Regions from separate parts of the Pan troglodytes genome. Here region 1 is linked to region 2. Evidence: chromatin contacts called from public HiChIP or PLAC-seq data. All regions are on one chromosome and are shown on one strand. Each heading gives the region's core, a stretch centred on a gene start, on an enhancer-like site or on the middle of the called end of the contact. The rest is flanking DNA. Distances are from core to core; before and after follow the strand shown. Region 1 overlaps LOC107969790 (a long non-coding RNA gene). Region 2 has its middle 26 kb from the start of ZNF473.

Evidence for each region. HiChIP or PLAC-seq counts read pairs in DNA pulled down with a chosen protein or histone mark.
Region 1: an H3K4me3 HiChIP or PLAC-seq map of stem cell-derived excitatory neurons shows a contact between it and region 2, with 9 times the contacts expected there. The contact joins two enhancer-like sites. A contact is called at or near these places in 2 of 7 Hi-C or Micro-C datasets (induced pluripotent stem cells and stem cell-derived neural progenitor cells) and 1 of 1 datasets of contacts at active chromatin or transcription factors (stem cell-derived excitatory neurons).

Annotation. Positions count from the first base shown.
Region 1 is chr20:53,507,556-53,512,324 of NHGRI_mPanTro3-v2.0_pri, reverse strand. LOC107969790 (a long non-coding RNA gene) reads right to left here. Exons shown (of 3, transcript XR_001711887.2): 2 at 4,009-4,105; 3 at 2,052-2,633. SYT3 (synaptotagmin 3) reads left to right here. Exons shown (of 11, transcript XM_016936669.3): 10 at 1,134-1,202; 11 at 1,444-1,947. The coding sequence ends at 1,199. Among named protein-coding and RNA genes, the nearest start is that of C19H19orf81, 18 kb to the left of the region's middle. Within about 2 kb of position 3,269, at least 4 of the 24 cell types and tissues checked have an H3K27ac peak or open chromatin away from gene starts, as enhancers often do. A contact at or near this core is called in stem cell-derived excitatory neurons, where this site is marked.
Region 2 is chr20:52,998,428-53,003,535 of NHGRI_mPanTro3-v2.0_pri, reverse strand. No RefSeq gene overlaps it. Among named protein-coding and RNA genes, the nearest start is that of ZNF473, 26 kb to the right of the region's middle. Within about 2 kb of position 3,640, at least 18 of the 24 cell types and tissues checked have an H3K27ac peak or open chromatin away from gene starts, as enhancers often do. A contact at or near this core is called in stem cell-derived excitatory neurons, where this site is marked.

The sequences.
Region 1 (4,769 bases), core at 2,020-4,519, 510 kb before region 2:
GATGTGGCATGAGACTGGCCTTTTTTTAAAATTTGATATTTTCTTCATCATTGATTTTTTTGCATTAATTTTGATTTTTTTTAAATCTTGCATTATTATTATTATTGTTATTATTGAGACAGTCTCACTCTGTCACCCAGGCTGGAGTGCAGTGTTGCAATCTTGGCTCACTGCAACCTCCCCCTCCCTGAGTTCAAGTGATTCTCCTGCTTCAGCCTCCCAAGTAGCTGGGACTACAGGCGTGTGCCACCTCACCCTGCTAATTTTTTTTTTTTTAGAGACAGGGTTTTGCCATGTTGGCCAGGCTGGTCTCAAACTTCCGACCTCAAGTGATCCACCCACCTTGGGCTCCCAAAGTGCTGGGATTACAGGCGTGAGCCACCGCGCCTGGCCAATATTGCATGAAATATTCTTTATCTTGATTGCTGCATTTGGGGCACACATTTACATTTGGTACTGGGTGAAACTTTCACCACATCACCAGATTTAGTCTGGCCCTGCTGTGGGCTTTTTTCCAGTGATCATGAGGGACCCGACAGCTGGGCACAGAACTCAGATTTGAGATTGGAAAAGACGGGGACTCTACTAAGGTGGATAGGATGGAGGCTACTCCCTCCTCCTGTCATTCACTCATTCATCCATTCATTAATTCATCCCACAAACCTTCCCAGGAGTTTCTGGTGAGCCACTGCCCATGTTGGGCAACGCTGGCGGCACAGAGTCTAGGCCGAGTCCTGACACTGCCCATGAATTTCAGCCCCTCATGCTCCCTGTGGCCCCAGAAGATCCTTCTACACCCAGAGCTTCCCCTCCCCTTCCTTGCTCACAGCCCTCCCGTGGCTCCCCAGTGGCCCCAGGACAGAGTCTCAGCCCCTCTGATACCATGCAGGACCTGCCCCACTCATCCCTACAGCCTCATCTCTCCTCGCATTGGCAGAGACTCCTCTTTTTTGTGCCTCCATTTCCCCATCTATAGAATGGAATTGTAATACCATCTGTCCATCACTTCAGGGCCAAGTGAGAAAGCGCATCCTAAATAATGAAACAGGATTGACGTCTTCTCCTGTTGATGATTAGCATCTGTTTCAACTCTCTGTCTCTCACTCCCGAACCTTCTGGACTTTCTCCTTTAGGAAAAGACTTTGACCAGCTTCACAAAAGGCAGCAAAGGACTATCAGAGAAAGAGAACTCCGAGTGAGGGGTAAGTAGCCTGGCCACAGGGAAGGGGCTGGGGGTGGAGATGCCTGCGTCTGAGGGAGGAGGGGCTGGGGGCCTGGACTTCTGGGTCTGAGGGAGGAGAGCCTGGGGCCTGGACTCCTGGGTCTGAGGGAGGAGAGGCTGCGCCTGGGACTCCTGGATCTCTGGGTGGTGATGGAGCTACAGGAGGTCGTGGTGCAGTTCTCTGCCATTGCTGACCCCTCCTTTCCTGCTCCATCGTGCAGGTCTGGCCTAGGCCCGGGATTGGACCAGGCTCCCTCAGGACCCCATCCTTTCCTGCCCGGACCGTGAATTCATCTCCTTGAAGCCATAACGTCCGAGCTGCTGGTGCAGGGCAGCCCTGGCCCTAGGCTTCCTACCCCTGGAAGCGAGAGGATGAGAGGAGGCCGGCCCAGCTCCTTCTTTCAGGGTGGGGGGCATTCAGCCTCCACTGTGTCTGTCTTTTCTTCCCTGGGGCTCCCCCTCGAGGCGAGGGGCCATGCATGTCTGGGGGACCCCTGACCCCCAAAACCCTCTGTCTGTCTCTGTCTCTTTGCTGTTTGTCCAAGACTCAGTGTCCCGACCCTTGTTCTCGCCGTGAATGTCAATGGGCCAATCCTCTCTGTCCTTTCAGACACACACACACCTGTGTCCACCCCTTCTGTTCGCCACACCCTGCGTCTGGCCGGTCCCCCCACTGCTGCTGCTATCAACGCCAGAATAAACACACTCCGTGGGTCTCACTCCAACTGGGCCTCCTGTCCTCTCTGAGACTGGGAAACCGGATTGGAACATGCTGGCTCTGCAAGCAGACAAATTTGTGTTTCTTTCAATGACTGGGCAACTTAATGATCTCTCTGAGCCTCAGTTTATAAAAATGGTGTTAGTCAGGATCATTGTGAGTACAGAACACAAAATTCAACCCAAAGCCGTAAACAGAATTGAAAGACCTCTGTCCATGGAAAGCCTATGAACACATTGAACACAGAGGGACTTCAGGCATGGTTAGATCCAGCTGTTCAAGGGACTCTCACTTCTGCTTTCCTCTTTTTTTTTTTTTTTTTGGATGGAGTTTCACTCTTGTTGCCCAGGCTGGAGTGCAGTGGTGTGATCTCGGCTCACTGCAACCTCACGGTTTCAAGCGATTCTCCTGCCTCAGCCTCCTGAGTAGCTGGGATTACAGCCGCTCGCCACCACGCCTGGCTAATTTTTTGTATTTTTAGTAGAGACGGGGTTTCACCATGTTGGCAGGCTGGTCTCGAACTCCTGACCTCCTGTGATCTGCCCACCTTGGCCTCCCAAAGTGCTGGGATTACAGGCGTGAGCCACCGTGCCTGGCTATTGGCTTCTCTCTCGGGTAGGTGTTTGCAGTGGCAATGAGATGGTCACTTGGAGCTCCAGGTGTATAATGCTGTATCTGTTATGATACCTTCGGCTGGAAAAAAAAAAAAAAAACCTTCCCAACTGAAAGAGAAAGATTTTTTTGCATGTTTGCATATCAGATTTTTCAAAGACAGTCCCAGGGTTGGTTCAGCTGCTCAACAACATTAGGCTCTGGTTGGCATCTCTGAGACTGGTGTTCGTTCCCCTCCTGAGTACAAACTGTCTATAGCAGCATCATGTTCTCACACACTGGCATCTAAATCAGGCAGTGTAGACCGGGGCCTCCCCTTCTGTGTTCCCCTTTTTTCCTCCTCAGAATAATTCTCCTTATTTCTCTCTTGCCAGAACCCGGCTGTGTGGCTACCCCGAGTTGCAAAGCGATCTGGGTAGTGAACATCTGTCATTTCCAGTCCCCATGGTGGGGTGCGGGCTTTGCCTAGAGGAAGCACGGGGAGGGGAACTATTGTTGGGTAGGAAATTAACAGGATCTGCTGCCATTGCAAGAAATTAACAGGACTTGTAATTGCCTTCAGAGCAGATAACTTCAGAGGAAACAATGTGAGAATCAGCTGGCTCTCAGCTGCTGTGTCATTCAGGAACAGGATTCTGATTGGTCCAGCCCAGACCTTGGAGACACCCCGGGCCAATCACTGGGTCCAGTTTGGAGCCGACTCTTGGGCCCGCCTCCTGCCTTTGCTGACTCCTCCTCCTCCTCCCCTGCCCATCTTGCCCAGGATTGGTCCAAAGCCCCTCTGGACCTCATCCCTTTTTGCTGGAGGGATGAATCCATCTCCTGGAAGCCATATATGTAGGGGTCCCTTGACTGACAGTTCCAAATGAATCACACGGCAATGGGCAAGGGACAGTCCCTCAAAGCAGTAGGTGTCCACTACATTCTACCCTCAGCTACTTCACACTAATTCACATCTACATTCCGGGACACAACATTTCAAAAACTCCCACTGCAAAAATTGGTCCAATCACTGTGTCAGTTTGCTAGGACTGATGTAACAAGTTACAATAACCTAGCTGAAAACAACAGAAATTTATTCTCTCACAGCTCTGGAGGCCAGAAGTCTGAAGTCAATGTGGTAGTAACCACCAGGCACAGTGGCTCATGCCTGTAAATCCCAGCACTTTGGGAGGCTGAGGCAGGAGGATCGCTCAAGCCCAGGAGTTTGAGACCAGGTAATATGGTGAGATTCTCTTAAAAAAAAAAAAAAAAAAAATTGGCCGGGCATGGTGATGTTCACTTGTAGTTCCAGCTACTTTGGAGGTCGAGGTGGGAGTATTGCTCGAGCTCAGGAGTTCGAGACCAGCCTGGGCAGCATAGCAAGACCCTGTCTCTACAAATAATAGTAGTAGTAGTAGTAGTAGTAGTAATAATAATAATAATAATAAAATTATCCAGGCATGATGGTGCTCACCTGTAGTCCCAGCTACTCTGGTGGCTGAGGCAGGAGAATCACTTGAGCCCAGGAGTTTGAGGCTGCAGGGAGCTGTGATGGCACTGCTGCACTGCATCTGAAAAACATGATGCCATGTGATACAGCCAGATACAAGGGTATATGCTGTAGGATTCCACTTTTGTGAAATTGTAGAAAGAAAACACTAATATGGGCAGGGCATGGTGGCTCACGCCTGTAATCCTAGCACTTTGGGAGGCTGAGGCAGGCGGATTACTTGAGATCAGAAGTTCAAAAGCAGCCTGGCACCTGTAATCCCAGCTACTTGGGAGGCTGAGGTAGGAGAATCGGGAGGCGGAGGTTGCAGTGAGCCAATCACGCCACTGCACTCCAGCCTGGGCAACAGAGTGAGACTCCAACTCAAAAAAGAGAGAAAGAAAGAGAGAGAAGGAAGGAAGGAAGGAAGGAGAGAGAGAGAGAAAGAAAGAAAAAAGAAAAGAAAAGAAAGAAAGAGAAAGAAAGAAAGAAAGAAAGAAAGAAAGAAAGAAAGAAAGAAAGAAAGAAAGAGGCCAGAGGCCAGGCACAGTGGCTCACCCTGTAATCCCAGCACTTTGGGAGGCCAAGGCAGGTGGATCACGAGGTCAGGAGTTCAAGACCAGCCTGGCCAACATGGTAAAACCCCATCTCTACTAAAAATACAAAAATTAACCGGGTGTGGTAGCAAGTGCCTGTAATCCCAGCTACTTTGGAGGCTGAGGCAGGAGAATGGCTTGAACCTGGGA
Region 2 (5,108 bases), core at 2,391-4,890:
CTGCGTAATATTTCATGCTAGGGTTTCTTTAATTTGTTTAACCAATCCCTGTTAATGGATATTTAAGTTGCTTTCATTTTCTTTTCCATCATTGGATATTTATTATTTGACATATGTACAAAATGAATTCCTACAAGTATACTTGTGGGATCACAGAACACCTACATTTAAATTTTTCATAGTTATTTCTAAATAGTCCTCCAAAAGGGGTGAAACAATTTGCACAACTCCTGGAAGTGTATATGAGTGCCTATTTCTCTGTTCTTTACTTCCTTCCCAAATACTTGGTGTTAGTCATTTTTTAAAGCAATTTTAATCTGATAGGTAAAAATGTCCTCTTGGTTGTGAGATTATCTTTTTAAGTATTTATTGATGTTTTCTATTCTGTGAATTGCCTATTTATGTATTTTGCCCATTTTTAATTGAGAAGCCTTTTTGTATTGATTTATAATGGCAAGTCCTTATATATTACGCATATTAACACTTTGGTATATAAGTGACTAATATTTTCTCCCAGTTTCTCTTCAATTTTGTTTATGTTTGTTATACAGAGTTTTTAAATTTTTAGGTATTTTAATCTATCTGTATTTTCCTTTATAGTTTTTGGGTCTACTATCATGCTAACAAAGGCCTTCTTCACCCCGAAGATTATGAAAAAAAAGTTCTGCTATATTTTATTCTAGTACTTTTATGATTTTTTTCACAATTAAAACTTTGATCCATCAGGATTTTTTTTTTTTTTTTTTTGAGACGGAGTCTCGCTCTGTCACCCAGGCTGGAGTGCAGTGGCGCGATCTCGGCTCACTGCAAGCTCCGCCTCCTGGGTTCACGCCATTCTCCTGCCTCAGCCTCCCAAGTAGCTGGGACTACAGGTGCCTGCCACCACGCCCGGCTAATTTTTTGTATTTTTAGTAGAGATGGGGTTTCACCGTGTTAGCCAGGATGGTCTCAATCTCCTGACCTCGTGATCCGCCTGCCTCGACCTCCCAAAGTGCTGGGATTACAGGCGTGAGCCACCGTGCCCGGCTGTTGACCCATCTGGATTTTTAAATAATTTCTGGTATAAGATAGAGATTCATTTCCAGCCAAGAGTATTCTGTTTGTTTAAGGAAGAAAGGGAATTTATTAGCCTATGTAATTGAACAGTTTTGCCTTCAGGAACAGATGGATCCAGGTGCTTAAGAGACATGTCAGTAATCTGGTCACTCCTCTTAGCTCAGCTTCCTTTTTGGTTAGTTTCATTTTCTGGCAGGTTCTCCCCCCATGGTGGCAAGGTGACCACGAGCAGCTCCAGGCTTATCTCCTATCACCTTAGAAACCTAAACAGAAAGAAGGCATGTTTTTCCTATCCCTCTCTCCCACTCAGTATCTCTCAACTCTCCCTTCAAATGTTGAACTTGACCACCTCTCACACAGTTCAAACAAGAATGATAATTTACTGGCTTGAGTAGCTAAAAGCATCAAAAGCAAGACACTCATCTTGTTTATGCTAGCACATCAGGATGCCTTCAGCTGTGACTAAAAGAAAACCCCAACTCAAATTGTCACAAACACCAGGAAGAAGAAATGTACATTTAGGGCAGATTCCAGCTGCAATTCATAGTATTCCTCTACATTTCTCTTGAGGTTGATATTATTTATATTATTTCACATTATGTTCTCAAAGAATTATGTTTCTTGATCCCACAGTCCCTCCTGCATTCCCATCTCAGCCCCTGCCTGTTTACTTCACAGCACTTTTTTTTTTTTTTTTTTTTTTGAGACAGAGTCTCATTCTGTGGCCCAGGCTGGAGTGCAGTGGTGTGATCTCGGCTCACTACAACCTCTGCCTTCCAGGTTCAAGTGATTCCCCTGCCTCAGCCTCCTGAGTAACTGGGATTACAGGTGCCCGCCACCACGCCTGGCTAATTTTGTCTTTTTAGTAGAGACGGGGTTTCACCATGTTTCCCAGGCTGGTCTCGAACTCCTGGCCTTAAGTGATCCACCCGCCTTGGCCTCCCAAAGTTCTGGGATTGCAGGTGTGAGCCACCACACCCAGCCTACTTCACAGCACTTATAATTTCCAATCATGTCTCATGGTTACTGCCTGCCCTCTGTCTTTCCCCGCTGTATCCCTAGCGTCTGCCCAGTATACAGTAAGGTTCTCAGCAAACATCACCCACTGACTGACTGATTTACTTCCTCAAAGGCTGAAGACATTCCTCTCCCTACCAGCAGGGTAGGAGAATGGCAGTTTCCTCACACCCTCGTTGAGACTTTTAATTTTGGCCAGATCTATAGATATAGTATATTTTCCCTTCTCTTCCTGGCGACCTCCTGCTCATCCCTCAAAGCCTTTTTCAAAGGCCGCCTCGTGGGACAGGAGCAGTGGCTCATGCCTATAATCCCAGCACTTGAGGGGGAGGCAGGTGGATCACCTGAGGTCAGGAGTTGGCGACCAGCCTTGGGCAGCATGGTGAAACCCCTGCTGTTGGGAATGAGGTTTTTGGTGTCGCAAAAAAAAAAAAAAAAAAAAAAGAATTAATGCGGGAACAAATGATCTCTCAGCAAGGCGAGCTTTACTTCCTGCAGAAAGGGTGCTACTCAATAGCTGTCCAGCCACGAGACCCCGCCAAACTAAGGAGACAGAGTTATTATAACCTGATGTGTCTACCTTACTGCTGTGTCCAGTTTCCATTGGCTGGAATAGGACCTCACATTTTACACTTTACCCGATTGGCTATTAGTTTAAAACTTTTTTAACTGGGTAAGGGGAACAGAACAAAGAAAAGGAAGTTGCCCAGGGGATAGTTAAGGATGCTTCCTTAACTATGCACTATGTCCTGGGGCTTGTCTAGTTCTGTCCAGGCATGCCGGAGCAAGCTAGGACAGCTGATTTGGAATATATAATAGTGGATAGCAATCTTATACTAAGAAATTGTGACTTTTTATAATCTTTGAAGAATAACTTTCCCATTTTTCACACTACTAAAAATACAAAAGATTATCCAGGCGTGGTGGCGGGCGCCTGTAATCCCAGCCACTCGGGAGGCTGAGGCAGGAGAATCGCTTGAACCCGGAAGGCGGAGGTTGCAGTGAGCCGAGATCGTGCCACTGTGCTCCAGCCTGGGCAACAGAGCGAGACCCCGTCTTGAAAAAATAAAAGTAAAAAACAAACAAACAATAAAAAAAAGTCTCCCTTTGAGAAATCTTCCCTCACATCAACTATTTCAGTCCCACCCAGCCCGGTTTTTCCTTCCTTGTGCTCTAATATTCGTTTTCCACCAAGTTTTACGACCCGATCACGCTGTTTGTCCAGCACCCATACTGCTTACGGGCTCCGGTAATGGGCGGCTCCAGCCTGCGGCGTAGACAGTTGCCATGGAGAAAGACAGGCGTTTCCAGAGTTGACGGTTGCCGTGGAGACAAAAGCCGCCCGCACGCAGTGGGGGCGGGGCTTACAGAACGTATTCTGCGATTGATCCACAGGAAATAGACGCAGCTGCGTGGATCGCCTTCTCCACCCCACATACTGAAGCCAGAATAAGCCACGACTTCGTGTGCTCCACGCGAGGGCCGCCTGACGCCAGAGTTTCTCCCGCATCTGCCATCAGAGGACCGTCGCCCTTAGGAGCCCGAGCTCCCGCGGTACTCTGGGAAGGGTAGTTCATCAGGGAGTCTGACAGGCGCGGAAGTATCCGTGGGGCCGGGGCAGCGTCGCCACCAACGTGGGGATGCTGGTGGGGAGCAAGCTTCGCGTGGGAGGCCGATCCGAGGTCCAAGCCCCCATTTGCCAGGTCCTTGAGGGCCCGACTGTCTAGTGACATTCATCACTTGCCCTCCCCATTTTGGGCCCATTTTGGCCTGAAAAGTGGCCCCGAGCAGTTGGGGATTTAGGCCACCGAGAGGAATAGGGGCTTGAGAATCTGACGGCAGCCTGTGAGGCTGCAGGGGTGGGGACGGGTTTAGAGGCAGCGGGGGTGGGGTTAGGGCGTGGCCAGGAGCCGAGTCAGCACAAGGATTGGCTGGAGTAGGCGGGGAAGGGAGGTGGTTATTAGAGAACTGAACCCAGGAGGCCGGCGTGGGCGGAACCTGCTGATGCTCGTTTTGAGAATCCTTACACTGAGTATCATTCTTGAGTCCACTGAAGAAACTGAGGCTCAGAGAGGGCAGTGGACCCTTAAGTTCAGTAATTCATTAGAAGGGCTCACAAAACTCAGCAAAGCTGTTATACTTGATTGCATTTACTACAGCTAAAGAATAGAGATTAAAACCAGCAATGGGAAAAGGTGCATAGGATGGAGTCTAGGAGAGACCAAGCGTGAGCTTCCAGGTGTCCTCTGCCAGTAAAGTCATATGGAAAGCATTTAACGCACTCAGCAATGATGTGTGACCGCACACAAAGTGTTGCCAGAGAAGCTCACCCACGCCGTGGTACCCAGGGTTATGGGGTTGGTTATGTTGACAGGGCTGATCACCCTGACTGACCTTAGTCTCCAGCCCTTCCAGAAGTCAAGCTGGAATTTAGCTGGGGTATCAGTTCCGACAAGGGGTCCCCATCTCTGAAATGTTGGGGGAGACCTTGGCCCTAGAGAAGACTTTGCTGCTGCTTTATACCTTGACCTCGTTTGAGCTTGTCTTTGCATCAGCCTCAGAGGTGTTGGGTTTTGCCATCTTAGCCTTGCTTGGTTTAGGCTCCGGTAGCTCATTTCTTTTTCCAATCACATCTTTTTCCTTTATTCAGAGACAGGGTCTTGTTCTGTCACCCAAGCTGGAGTGCAGTGGCATGATTACAGCCTACTGTAGCCTCAACCTCCCAGGCTCACGATTCTCCCACTTCAGCCTCCCTAGTAGCTTGACTGCAGGCGTGTACCATCACACCCGGCTGTTTGTATTCTTTGTAGACACAGGATTTCACCATGCTGCCCAGGCTGGTCTCAAACTCCCAAGCTCAAGCAATCCACCCACCTCAGCCTCCCAAAGTGCTGGGATTACAGGCATGAGCCACCACACCCAGCCTACCACACAAACTTTAAAATGTTTTAAATTTATCTAAATTTATTTAAACTTTTATCTAAATTTAAACTTTAAATGTTTTTAAATTGTAAAAATATACATAAAATTTGCCA